Regions from separate parts of the Sus scrofa genome. Here region 2 is linked to region 1. Evidence: chromatin contacts called from public Hi-C data. All regions are on one chromosome and are shown on one strand. The core of a region is the stretch at or near the end of the contact, and the rest is flanking DNA. Distances in the headings are between cores, read along the strand shown. Region 1 has its middle 23 kb from the start of KRT19. Region 2 has its middle 29 kb from the start of KRT23.

Region 1 (6,728 bases), core at 2,627-5,126:
AAAGTAAGATTGCAGTGCAACGTGTATCATTTGCTAGCCTTTGTATGTGTGCTCCAGGGAAGAACTTGGACAATAAATATTTGTATATGCACAGGATAGCTCTAGAAAAATACACAAGAAGGTGACGGCCAGGATACTTCCCAGGAGGGGAGCTGGGAGATCGGATTCAACAGATGCAGTAAGACTATCATTTTGTCATATATCCTTCATACTTTTAAATGTTTATACAGTTATCATGCACGTAGTACCTCTTCCAAAAACTACATAGAAAATACATTTGTGAAAAATAAATAAATAAACTCGGGCTTTCGGATCTGCCAAGAAATGTGGATGCCCTGGGACCCCAAGCCTGAGCCCAGCAGGGCCTTAAAACTGTAGCCCCTCTGGATCCGGGGTGGGGGGGTGGGGGTGGCGGGCTGCAGGTGGCCTCCCTGAGCTGTGTTCAGAGAGCCGCACCCAGGAAGCATCATTCATTCCTTCTTCCCTTGTCTGCCCTGCATGGTCCCAGTGCAAGATGCAGAACACAGAGCTGAAAGAGACCCGGGGCCCAGTCCCTGGCCAGATCTCTGTAGGGTTGGCGAGTTGCGGGTGGGAGAGGGGAAGCTCTGTACAAATAACTGCGGGACAGAGGCTGAGCAGTGTAGTGTGGCAGTTAAGATTAATGAGTGACTGTGTGGCGGGACAGTGACGAGCCTGGCCTTTGAAACGAGCCACACCTCGGTTTAAGAATTACTCCTTAGCCTTGGCCCAGGCGTTTAACCTCTCCGAGCTTCAATTTCCTCCCCTATAAAATACACCCTGATTCATGGATCCACTATTTTCCAGCCATGTCATCCAAAGCCAGTTACTCTCTCAGAACCTCCGTTTCCTCATCTCTGAAATGGGGCTAAGAACACCGACCTCAGAAAAATAAAAGTCATATGTAAAGAACAGTGCCTGGGAGTTTCTGTTGCGGCTCAGCAGGTTAAGAACCCCACATAGTGTCTGTTGAGAATGCAGGTTCGATCCCTGGCCTCGATGAATGGGTTAAGCATCTGACGTTGCTGCAAGCTGAGGCACAGTTCCCAGATGCATGCAGCTCGGACTCCGTATTGCGGAGGCTGTGGCTCCAGTTTGACCCCTAGCCTGGTCCACATGCTCAGGTGTGGCCCTAAAAAAAAAGGGGAAAAAAAAAGAACAGTGCCTGGGGAGTTCCCAGCCCCCCCCACCCCCCAGGCATAGTGGGTTAAAAGATCCAGCGTTGCAGCAGCTGCAGGGTAAGTTGTATTCCATCTCGGATTCCATCTCTGGCTTTCCATACGCTGTGGCTGCGGCCATAAAATTTTGAAAATTTGGGAGTTCCCGTCGTTGCTCAGCGGTTAACAAAACCGACTAGCACCCATGAAGATGGGGGTTCGATCCCTGGCCTCGCTCAGTGGGTTGGGATCCAGCGTTGCTGTGAGCTGTGGTGTAGGTTGCAGACATGGCTCAGATCCTGCGTTGCTGTGGCTGTGGCACAGGCCAGCGGCTACAGCTCCAATTATACCCTTAGCCTAGAAACCTCCATATGCCATAGGTGTGGCCCTAGAAAGACAAAGAGACAGAAAAAAAAAAAATTGAAAATTGTTTTAATAAAATTTATTTTACTTTATTTTATTTTATTTTTTTCTTTTTTTTTTGGTCTTTTTGCCATTTCTTGGGCCGCTCCTGCGGCATATGGAGGTTCCCAGGCTAGGGATCGAATCGGAGTTGTAGCCCCCGGCCTACGCCAGAGCCACAGCAACACAGGATCCGAGCCGCGTCTGCAACCTACACCACAGCTCACGGCAACGCCGGATCGTTAACCCACTGAGCAAGGGCAGGCACCGAACCCGCAACCTCACGGTTCCTAGTCGGATTCGTTAACCACTGTGCCACGACAGGAACTCCTGTTTTAATAAAATTTAAACAGGCAGACGAAGAGCCTTCAACAGTTGCTAGCTTCTAACACCAATAGGAAGGTTGGATGTGTTAAGTCCCAGGCCTGCGTGGGTGGCTGCTCAGGAGGCACAGATTTTTGTAAGTGAATGAGGGGCCTGGGAGCTGGGAGCAGCTGGGTGTGGCTGGGGGGTAAAGTCAGAGGAGAGAATCAGAGGGGAGGAGGCGGGGAAGGCCTCCCGGGGAACACAAGTCCAGACCTGCGCTTTCTCGGAAGAGAGAGCAGTACTGATTCTGAAGCTGTCAGGGGTGGGGGGATTGGGTTGCATGGGTGGGAAGGGAGCTGGGCTAAATGGAGTACACCACTGAGGGACAACGACAAAGCCGAAACTGGCCAGGACTGGTGCTTCCATAAAACAGTGGAATGAATGCCACACAGTGGCACTAACCGGCGCCCAAGGGCCCACCCGTCCTTCTGGGGCAATATTTGCTCCCTCAACTCAAGAGGCCAACTATGTTTATTTGGAAATGGGACAGACTCTGGCCTTTCAGCTTCCCCAGGCCTGTTTCCCCCAAACCACACCTCCCTGCAACTGCACACCTGGTGCTGGCAGCAGCTGCAGGTGTCCTGCTCAGCCGGCCCCTCCACCTGCAGGGTCCTCACTCTCAGCCATCACAGGTCCAAGCCGGACCCTCCAAAGGTGTGCAAGTCCTAATGCCCAGAACTGGTGAACATGCATCCCACGTGGCAAAAAGGGACCAAGCAGATGTGATGAAGTTAAGGCTCTTGCAATGGATCATTGTCCCGGATCATGGAAAAGGGCACCAGGTGATCACAAGGGGCCTTGTAAGAGGGAAGCAAATGGTCCAGAGGTGGCCCTGGAAAGAGAGGTTGGAGTGATACACTTTGGCCGCACCTGCCATATGGAAGTGCCCAGGCTAGGGATCAAATCGGAGCTGCAGCTGTCGGCCTACCTATGCCACAGCCACGGCAATGCCAGATCCTTAATGAGGCCAGGGATCAAACCTGCATCCTCCGAGATACTAGTCAGGTTCATAACCCACTGAGGCACAATGAGAAATCCCTGGAGTGGTGCACTTTGGAGGAGGAAAGGGCCAAAAGCCTAGGAACCCAGGCGGCCCTGGAAGCTGGAAAAGACCAGGAAACGGATTCTCCCCCAAAACCTCCAGGAGGAACGCCATTCTGCAGAGACCTTGATTTTAGCCTGTAGGACCCATTTCAGGCTTCCGAAACTCCGGAACTGTAAGATAGTAAGCTTGTGTTGTTTTAAGCCACTGAGTCTGTGGTAACTTTTTCAAGCAGCAGCAGGAAATCAATACACCACCTTCAAGGCCCTGTGACTGCTGTCACCCTCTGCTCCCCAACTCCTTCCCACCTCTGACCTGCCTTGAGCTTTATCTGACCCTCTCCTGGGGCTGTCCCACCCCACATCTCCTGGTGATAGCTTATAGCCTCTGATCTCCTCAACCAGGTGATGAGTTTCCTGGGGGCAAGGTTTATATTTTATCATATTGATTATATTTATATTTGTCTCCCACCCCCTGATAATTCTATCGCTTCCTTCCAGAACTAGTCTCCACCCTTCTCGGCCTGGCTCTGTGCCCCAAGGCTGATCTCCGCGGCCCCTTTGGATCAGCCAATGGGAAGCGGCTGCCGGAGGTGGGCGGGAGGCAAGAGCGAGGCGGGCACGTACTCCCCCTGCAGGGCAGCTGAGGTCACTGCTCCTGCGGGGCAGCCCTCTGCGCAGAGCCCTCCCCAGCTCCCGGCTCCCCTCCCCTACTGGCCCCTTCAGTTTCCAGGCTCCCCTCCCCCCATTGCTACCCCATCCTTGCTCCTGTCCAGACCTCCAAAAACAGTTCTTCCTCTAAAGTGCATTCAGCTGACCCTGAGTGTCAGCATATCCTGCAGGCACCCTGAGCCATGCCGGTGTGGCTCAAGTCCCAGTGGGAGGTCAGCTGCCCTGGACCTGGTGCAAGTGCAGACACCGCCCCGTCTGTCTGTCTTAGATGGTATCCCCACCAGGGCTGGGAGGGGCCCACGGGGCATTCTCCTCCACCCCCAGCCCCAGGAGCAGGAAGAATGGCCTTAGCAAGGGGGAAGGGCGGGGAGCAGAGGCGGTGGGCAGCAGAAGAGGGGAGAGAAGCAGCCTGACCCTCATCGGTTCCCTGGACCATGCCCCCCACACAGGCACACACGCTGAGCTGTCCCAGGGCACATTTCTCCTGTAGCTCCACCCCTGCTCCCGGAGCACACCCGCAGGATAAGAGCTGGTGTGGGGCTGGCGCCGCCGGTGCCATGCCCTCGCCTCCTTCCGCAGGGCTGCCTCCAAGCCTGGTATCTGGTGCCTGGTGCTGCCGGACTTGGCCGGCCCCCGCACTCCCGCCCCTTCACTCCACAGTGTCTGGGCTGCTGAGTGATTCAGCCCACATCCTTCACACCCTGCCCAGGCCCTGGCCCTGATCCCGCCAGCCCTGGCCGCTCTCAGCGCCATCGCCGCACCGGCTGCAACAGCCTGAGCAGTGCGGCCCACGCCCTGCACCCCAGAGTCCAGGGAAGCTCACCCCTGCCTCAGGGAGACACAGCAGGGCTCTGATGGCACAGCCTGGACCCTGCAGCCCCACATTTCCTACACCAGCTACCCAAGATGAGGCACCAGGACATAATTCGTTATGTCCACTTCTTACAACAATCTTCCCAGAGATATCATAACCACCCGTCTCACAGATGATACTGCGGCACAGAAAATTAAGTGACTTGCTGAAGGACACAGGGACAGGGGGCCGGGGAGCTGCTGTCCTTAGTAGCTGGCTGGTCTCAGTACCCGTGACAAGGATCCTGCCTGCCCACCTCCCCAGGCTATTCGGAGGTTCCGAGAGAAGAGGGGATCACAAGGCGGATCAGAGGCGGTGGGGTCCACTCCGGAGCTTCAACCAGTAGTTGCCGGCTCAGGGCGGGGCGGGGGCGGGGGGGGACTGACAAAGCTCCTCCCTTTGTCTTCAGCAGGCTGAGCGCCCTCCGCAGGTTCAAGCGGGACTCCCGGGACCCGGCCAACTCGGCGCCAAAGCGCCCCCTGGAGGTCCCGGGACCTGGCCAACTCGGCGCCGCCCTGACAATTGATACAGCCCCCCTCTTACTGCATTTCTGACTGTGCCCAGTTCTTAGGGTTAGAGGGGTCGGTCTGGGAAAGGACAGGCCCTACACTCCAGGCTACTCCCCGGCCCCCCTATGGAGAGCAGACGGGCACCGAGCTGAGAGGGGTACGAAGAAAGAGTCCCAGAAAGACTGGAAGTCCAAAGACTCCGATTCTAGCTGCGTGACCCTAGGCATGTGTCTTTCCTTCTTTGGGCAACAAAGGAGTGAAGGAGGCCATCGAAGGAAAGATACCTCCCCTCTTAGCGCTAAGATTGTCCGACACCAGTTTCCTCGGGTGTAAAATGGCCACAAGGGGCCGCTGCAGCCACAGCTGTGAAGGAATCGGAAGCTGATGGAAACTGCCCGCATTTCCCAATTTAACGACCCTGGCTTTTGCCACCCCCCATCCGCCCCCCCCCCCCAGGCCATCAGCCCAGCCTCCTTCCTCCCAGTACCATCCTTGCTGGCATCATAATGTCACTCAAATGTTTAAAACCTTCCCAGAATAGGCCAGTGCCCTGGATTCCCAGTTCTATTCAGGGTGGAATTTCATGGGACCCTTAGGAGATCAAGCTATGGAAAGCTGAACAAATTAGGAGGATAGATCTAGTGAGATCTAGAAACACTCCCAAATCTCTTGTAAGGGGATGAGACAAGTTGCCAAAAGGAAATCCCACCAGCCATGGAATCCCATGCACGTGGGCTCAAAACCAAGGAGGTAGGGAGTTCCCGACCAGCTGTTGATCCTTAGACAAGTCACTGAACCTCTCTGAACTTTGGTCCCCCCAGAACCACCTTATAGGAGGAAACACTCTGGGAGGAATGGGGTTAGTATTTGAACTGGGGCGGGGGGGGCTACCACCAAGCTCCCACGACCCCCAGCAGTTGCCCTGCACAGATAGGAAATGTGGGTGTAAGCAAGGGGCTCATAGCAGCCTCGGCGCAGCCCCCAAGATTGCTCTAGAAATTGAACACTAGAGGATTCCACAGCCTAACCCTTCCACACTGTTGGTGGAAATGTAAATTGAAGCAACCACTGTGAAGAACAGTATGGAGATTCCTCAAAAAAACTGAATATAGAGTTGCCATACGATGCAGCAACCTCATTCCTAGGCATATATCTGGACAGAACTATAATTCAAAAAGATAAATGCACCCCCATGTCCACAGCGGCACTATTCACAATAACCAAAACATAGAAACAATCTGTGTCCATCAACAGAGGAATGGCTAAAGAAGATGTGGTACATATATATAATGGAGTACTACTCAGCCATAAAAAGAATGAAATAATGCCACCTGCAGCAACATGGATGCAACTAGAGATTCTCATACTAAGCAAAGTAAGTCAGAAAGTGAAAGACAAATACAGTATAATATCACCTATATATGGAATCTAAAATATGATACATGAGTTCCCGTCATGGCTCGGTGGTAACAAACACGACTAGGATCCATGAAGGTGTGAGTTTGATCCCTGGCCTCCCTCAGTGGGTCAAGGACCCAGTGTTGCTGTGGCTGTGGTGTAAGCCAGCAGCTGTAGCTCCGATTCAACCCCTAGCCCCGGAACTCCCATGTGCCACAGTGCAGCCCTAAAAAATAAAATGTGACACAAATGAATTTATCTGTGAAACAGAAACAGACTCAGCAGGCATAGTGAACAGCCCTGTGGTTGCCA
Region 2 (6,728 bases), core at 2,808-5,307, 460 kb before region 1:
AAAGAACAGAGAGGATGATAAAAGTCCACGGAAGTTCTGAAGCAGATAACACAACAATTTGCAAACCAGTACTGCTGGAATTGTGAACTTTTCATCCTTCCATTCATTGCGTCTTTGAATCCATATGTTAAAAGAAAGATGTGGCATTCCTGTCATGGCGCGGAAACGAATCTGGCTAGGAACCGTGAGGTTGCGGGTTTGATCCCTGGCCTCGCTCAGTGGGTTAAGGATCCGGCATTGCTGTGGCTGTGGTGTAGGCCGGCAGCTGTAGCTCCGATTAGACCCCCTAGCCTGGGAACCTCCATATGCAGTGGGTGCAGCCCTAAAAAAGCAAAAAAAAAAAAAAAAAAAAAAAAAAAAGAAGAAGAAAGATGCCTCAGTATAAAATCACAAGCACTGACTGGCCTGAAATATCCCAGAAAATTCTGGTTTAAGATTTTTCTAGGAGTTGATCCAAGAACATTTTTCTTTCTGCTTTTGATCTGTCGAAAGATACACAAAATACTTGGATGCCTTAAAGATCCAGATGCCAATGTGGAAATAATCTCTGACAAGTTACCTTGTAAAGGGAGCCAGCATTGAGAGCCGGGATCATCGCAAAGGCAGGAACTGGAGCTTTTGTCTTGACTGCCTGACCTCAAACCCATTTTTGTACTTGTTTTGTGAATGATTCTGTTTTTTCCAGGTTTGAGCGGGTTTGGGGGGGACCAAGGTAACACGACTGCTGCCTGGGGTTGGGGTCCCTCTCCCTTCCTCCTAAACCTGCCCCCCCAAACCTCTGATAGCAGGAGGTTTCAGGTCCCCCTCCATCCCCTCAAAGGGACATTTAGCTGGGGCTGACCACCGAGGAGAGGAAATGAGGAGTGATCAAGAGACACTCTGGAGGTGCTTTTATGTCGAGATGATTTTTCAAAATATTTTAATGATTTTTATTTTTTCTGTTATAGCTGGTTTACAGTGTTCTGTCAATTTTCTACTGTAGAGCCAGGTGACCCAGTCACACATACATATATACATTCTTTTTCTCACATTATCATGCTCCGTAATAAGTGAATAGATGTAGTTTATACTGAGATGATTTGATATAAATATATAAATGCCAGAGGTTACTTGGGGGGCACCCAAACAAAGCTGGGGAGGGAGGCAAGATGGGAAGACCTGTGAGCCCCAAACCTCCCCTGCTCTGAGACCCAGACAAGCGCAGGGTGCCTTCCAGACATCATTTGGATCCTTAAAGCATAGCAGAGACCACACAGAGAGGTTTATTTCCAAGGAGCTATGGGAGTAGGCTCTGAGCTCTCCCCCCAGCATGCTCCTGGTGGGGCGAGGCCAGGTAGATCTGACTCCAAGCATGACCAGGAAGGTGCTGGAAGTGTATGGGGAGCAAAGCCTTGAACTCCCAGCCCTGAGCTCCATTGTTCCCCAGCTTCAGGCATCTGTGGGTCCCCCTCAACCAGCCTCCTAGCGGCTGGACCCCTAGATGGATCTCAGGCTTGTGGAGGAGCCCATTCCCAGCCTCCTCCTGCCTGATGGCTCTGCAGGTGCCTTTCTAGAGGCTGTCCCTGCTGTAAAAAGAGTGAACAGGCCTGTGCTGGTCACTGAAGGGCTTATTTCTTCTGCTTCCTGTGATGGGGGAGGGGAGGGACTCTGGAACCTGCTATTGGAAGGCAGCCCCTGTTTGTGCTCTGACACAGGGCTCTGTCCTGGCCACTTGGACCTCTGGTTGGCCCAGGGACAGTGTGGCTGGGGTGGAGGAGAGAAGACTTGAGTGTTGCCATCTTGGGTCGTGTTGGCGTTAGGTGCATCCAGACTAGAAGTGGGGGCAGAGGAGGAAGACAGATGGTGCTTTGTCTCCCGTAGAAAGGCTTCTTCCAGAACCTTCCAACCGCCTAAGATTGCGAGGGAAGAAGGGACAGAGTGAGAAATGGAATCGCCTGTGTCCCCACACTAAGGTCTTTTACCGGGGGTCCCGCCCCTGTACACGCAGGAGCCATTGCAATGCGCCCTCCTTCCCCAGCGCAGCCCACCCGTAGATGCGTTACCTCCCCCAACTCTTCAAACTCTGCTAAGTGCCCTTCATAAACCTTTAGGCGACCACTGTCCTTGTGTGAATGGGAGACCTTTCTTTCAAGAACGAGAATGTAAATCAGTTGAGATCTCCCATGGCTTCCCCAAACACCTGGATTAATGTTTTCTTGGAAGGTCCTTTTTGGGTTTGCCAGCTGATTATTATTTTTGAAGGAGACTAATGACAACCCAGGCCTGTTGTCTACAAAGCTCCTCATTAAGGCATCTTGCACTGCAAACCTGCCCTTCAGGTAGTGACTGCCACCCTCTGGAAAAACAGGCGGGGGCCTCCTGTGGGGGGAAAGGCCATGTGGTCATGGCTGGATGCTTGGGAAGGGTGTGAGGCAGTCATGGGACTGGACTTGGTGGAACCGGGCAGAAGGGGTCGGGGATGGCTCTCTGAACGGGCATGGGAGAAAAACCTCCAGAGGATAGAAAGAGATTGACTGAAGAGACATGCTTTCTCTACGTCTCTCAGCTCAAATCAGTTTCCTTATCATGACACCAGCAAAGGTAGTAATTATCAGGACTGCCTACCATGATTATGGGTGCCAGGAATTGCACTTGGGCAAAGGGACGGTTTTGCATATTTCAGTTTCCTTCTGTGAAGTTCTGACTGCGTGCACTTCCTTGTTTCGTCTTTAGTTTTTTGTCCTTTCTAGGACCACGTCCACAGCATATGGAGGTTCCCAGGCCAGGGGTTGAATTGGAGCTGTTGCTGCCGGCCTACACCAGAGCCACAGCAACACCAGATCTGAGCCACATCTGCGACCTACACCACAGCTCATGGCAATGCCGGATCCTTAACCCACTGAGCGAGGCCAGGGATAGAACCCACGACCCCATGGTTCCTAGTCGGATTCGTTTCCACTGCACCACGATGGGAACTCCTTTTTTTTTTTTTTTTTTTCCTCATGCTACCTTCCATCATGTTCTGTCCCAAGAGATTGGCTATAGTTCTCTGAGCAGTAGGGACAGTAGAACCTCATTGCTTACCCATTCTAAGTGTATTTGTTTTTTAAAAAAAATTATTGGGGTAGAGTTGACTTACAGTGTTGTGTTAGTTTCAGATGTGTAGCAAAGTGAATCAGCTACACGTATACATATATCCACTCTTTTTCTCCATGTAGATTATTATAGGCTATTGAGTAGATTTCCCTGTGCTATAATAGCAGGTTCTTGTTAATTGTCTATCTTATATTCAGCAGTGTGTATACATTATTCCTATCCTCTAATTTATCCCTCCACCCCCCAAGGATTCCCCTATGGTAACCATAATTTTGATTTTGAAATCTGTGAGTTTGTTTCTGTTTTATAAATAAGTTCTTTTGTATCATTTTTACTAGAATCCACAGATAAGTGATATCATATGATATTTGTCTTTGTCTGACTTACTTTGCTTAGTTTGATAATCTCTAGGTCCATCCATGCTGCTGCAAGTGGCCTTATTTCATTCTTGTTTATGGCTGGGTAATATTCCATTGTATATACGTACCACAGCTTCTTCATCCATTCCTCTGTCGATGGACATTTAGGTTTTTTTGCAACCATTTTTGACTTTGTGACACAGTACAAAGAGCCAGTACATTGTACACATTCTGGTTCCACCATTTTTAGCCATATGACCAGAGGTCAATGAATTCAGTCCCTTTGAGCCCCAGTTTCCTCAACTCAAAAATGAGGATAATAATACCTTGTGGGATTGCCATAAGCCTTAAATGAGATTATGAATGAGAAGCTCAGTCAAGAAGAGCTGCTACTGTAAAAATTTCTTTTTCTCTATCTGTGTGTGTATGTCACACACACATTAGTGTTGTGTACACATACTTTACAAGTGAGCATAAATAGACTTGTAGTTTTTATTAGATGACTCATAATTTTATTAGATGGCTCCTAATTTAAATTTCAAAGAGAAGTTTTGGTGAGTAGGCCACTCAGTGTACTGGTATGATTTACACACACTTACACACAAACACATAGACACACACACACACACAGAGTTCTTCAGTAAAACTCCCAGTCTGGTTAGGTCATCAGATCACGAAGTGTGTCAGAGACACTGTCTTCTTTTCCTTTTTGTGTGACCTCACTGCTAATATATTTTAGAAACCCTCTAATCCCTTTCAGAAAGATGGTGACATGTAGATGTTGTAATAGAAATAAATGAGATGGGGAGTGAGTCAGACACGGAAACCATCCCAGGCATCTAGTAAGTCAGAGAAACCAACATTGTTATGATACACAAACAGCCAACAAAACACTTCAGGGTGTTTATGTCTATCATCTATCTATCTTTTACACAAATATGTAAAATCCTAAAAGTATTTTTTTCGGGGCAAGATTTTTATTTTTTTTCTATTATAGTTGGTTTACAGTGTTCTGTCAAATTCTGCTGTATAGCCAAGTGATCCAGTCTGTCTGTCTCTCTCTCTCTCACATACACACAACCTTCTTTTTCTCACATTACCTTCCATCAAGTTCCATCGCACGTGACTAGATGTAGTTCCCTGTGCTGTACAGCAGATCTCATTGCTTATCCCCTCCAAATGCAATGATTTGCATCTACTAACCTCAAACTCTCAGTTCATTCCACTCCTTCCCCCTCCGCCTTAGCAACCACACGTCTGTTCTCCAAGTCTATGAGTTTGCTAAGAGTATTTCTTGATTACAGGCCATCTAAGACTAGTATGTAATGTTCAGTATTGCGAGAAAACATGCCTAGAGTGAATGGACAATATCGAAGGGTCTTAATGACTTAAGTATTTAAACATTATAACTAAATAGCTACCTGGTAATCTTGATCATCTTCATCTGTGTGGTTTCATTTTTTTCCCCCCCTTTTTTTTAGGGCCACACCCATGGCATATGAAAGTTCCCAGGCCCTGGGTCAAATTGGAGCTGTAGCTGCCGGCCTGTGTAGGTTCACCTTTTAGTTTCTTGGTGGAGAAGAGCATTGCTTACCTACACTGAAAAAGATCCCCTTTCGGTGAAACTTGATCTGCGCCTGCGCCTGCGCGGTGCCTGTGGTACTCGCTGGTGCCTGTGGTACTCGTTGTCGGCAGAAGCATTTGCAGAGAAGTTGCTAATGTCCCTGGAATGCGGAACTTAAATGTAGAGTCAAAAGAAATCCAAACTCAAAGACTAGAAGGAGAAGAATTTATCCGGGCTTCCTAACAAGCTCTCAGGGAAGAGCAGAGAATGCCCTCCTCACTGAGTTGGAGTTATTTTTCTTGGTCCTCATTTGTGAAGAGACCTAGAGGACAGCTGTGACCGTGCATGAGCAGTGGCGTCACTCTCTGCCGTCTTCGAAGAGGGAAGACCTTGGCTCTTCTCCTGGCAGCTTTGGTCCTTCATCCATGGTTACTGGACCAGGACTTCTGTGGAGCTCTGTTGCAGTGTTAAATGACCAAAAGCCTGGTGGAAAGGCTAATGGACTAGCTTTAAATCAGCTTTTTGTCACTGAGCAAATGATAGACACTTCTATTTTATTTTCTTAAATTAAAATAATTATTTTCAATATTGTTAATATTTCACAGGACTTTTTATGCTGTCCCCACACTGCTTCTTTGAGAGTCGCAGGAGAGAAACTAGTCTTTTTTTTTTTTTTTTTTTCTTCTTCTTCTTTTTAGGGCCACGTCCATGGCCTGTGGATATTCCCCAGCTAGGGGTGGAATCTGAGCTGTAGCTGTAGGCCTGCCTCACAGCCACAGTAACACTGGATCTGAGCCGTATCTTTGACCTATGCCGTAGCTTGCTGGATCCTTAACCCACTGAGCTAGGCCAGGGATTGAACCTGCATCCTCACAGAGACCATGTCAAGTCCTTAACCCACTGAGCCACAATGGGAACTCCAGTCTCATCCCTTTTTAATGATCTGTTTGCTTACTCATTGGTTCACGAGATACTAGCACAACTCTTACTGGTTTAAAACAACAGCCGTCTTATCTGTTCATAATTCTATGGATCAGAATTTCAGGTTTAGAATACCAGGATGGCTCATCTCTGCTCCATGATGTCTGGGGCCTCAGCTGGGTCAGCTTGAATGGTTGGGGACAGGCTGGAATGGCTTGCTCTGAGTCATATGTCTGGAGCTTCAGTTTTGGCCGTTGGCTGTGTTCTTCCGTTTTCCTTCATGTGGCCTCTCCATGAGGCTAGCTGATACTTCTTCATAGCATGGTAGTCTCAGGGTAAATGGACTTCCTACATGGGAGCATTCCAAGAGGGTGAGCCCTGTTGCATAAGCATGCATTAAACCTTTGCTTTGTCATGTCTGCTGATGTTCCATTGGCCAAATCAAGTTACGTGGCCCAGGCCAAAGTGATTGAGGGAGAAACTACAGAAAGGCCTGAGTCCTGAGGGGTATAGATTCATTGGGGCCACCAATATCTACTGCATACTCAGAAAATAATACCATTGTTTAATGTCCATTTCCTGTCATGAAAAGCTAAATAGGTGTATATGTAACTGTGGTACAATATTTCTCAATGTCCATAAAAGGTAATTTGGGGATTATGTTATTTTTTTTCCCAGGGAAATCGTGTGGTATATCATTTGACATAACATAAGCTTTAAAAAACCTCAGGGAGTTCCCGTCATGGCTCAGTGGAAATGATTCTGACTAGCATCCATGAGGATGCAGGTTCAATCCCTGGCCTCACTCA

What was found. A called contact is a pair of places that touch in the nucleus more often than the background predicts.
Region 2: a contact with region 1 is called in a Hi-C map of omental adipose tissue, with 1.9 times the contacts expected there. The contact joins two enhancer-like sites. A contact is called at or near these places in 15 of 47 Hi-C or Micro-C datasets (embryonic fibroblasts, epiblast stem cells, fetal heart ventricle and 10 more).

What each region holds. Positions count from the first base shown.
Region 1 is chr12:21,089,014-21,095,741 of Sscrofa11.1, reverse strand. No RefSeq gene overlaps it. Among named protein-coding and RNA genes, the nearest start is that of KRT19, 23 kb to the left of the region's middle. Within about 2 kb of position 3,876, at least 26 of the 83 cell types and tissues checked have an H3K27ac peak or open chromatin away from gene starts, as enhancers often do. A contact at or near this core is called in omental adipose tissue, where this site is marked.
Region 2 is chr12:21,552,045-21,558,772 of Sscrofa11.1, reverse strand. No RefSeq gene overlaps it. Among named protein-coding and RNA genes, the nearest start is that of KRT23, 29 kb to the right of the region's middle. Within about 2 kb of position 4,057, at least 6 of the 83 cell types and tissues checked have an H3K27ac peak or open chromatin away from gene starts, as enhancers often do. A contact at or near this core is called in omental adipose tissue, where this site is marked.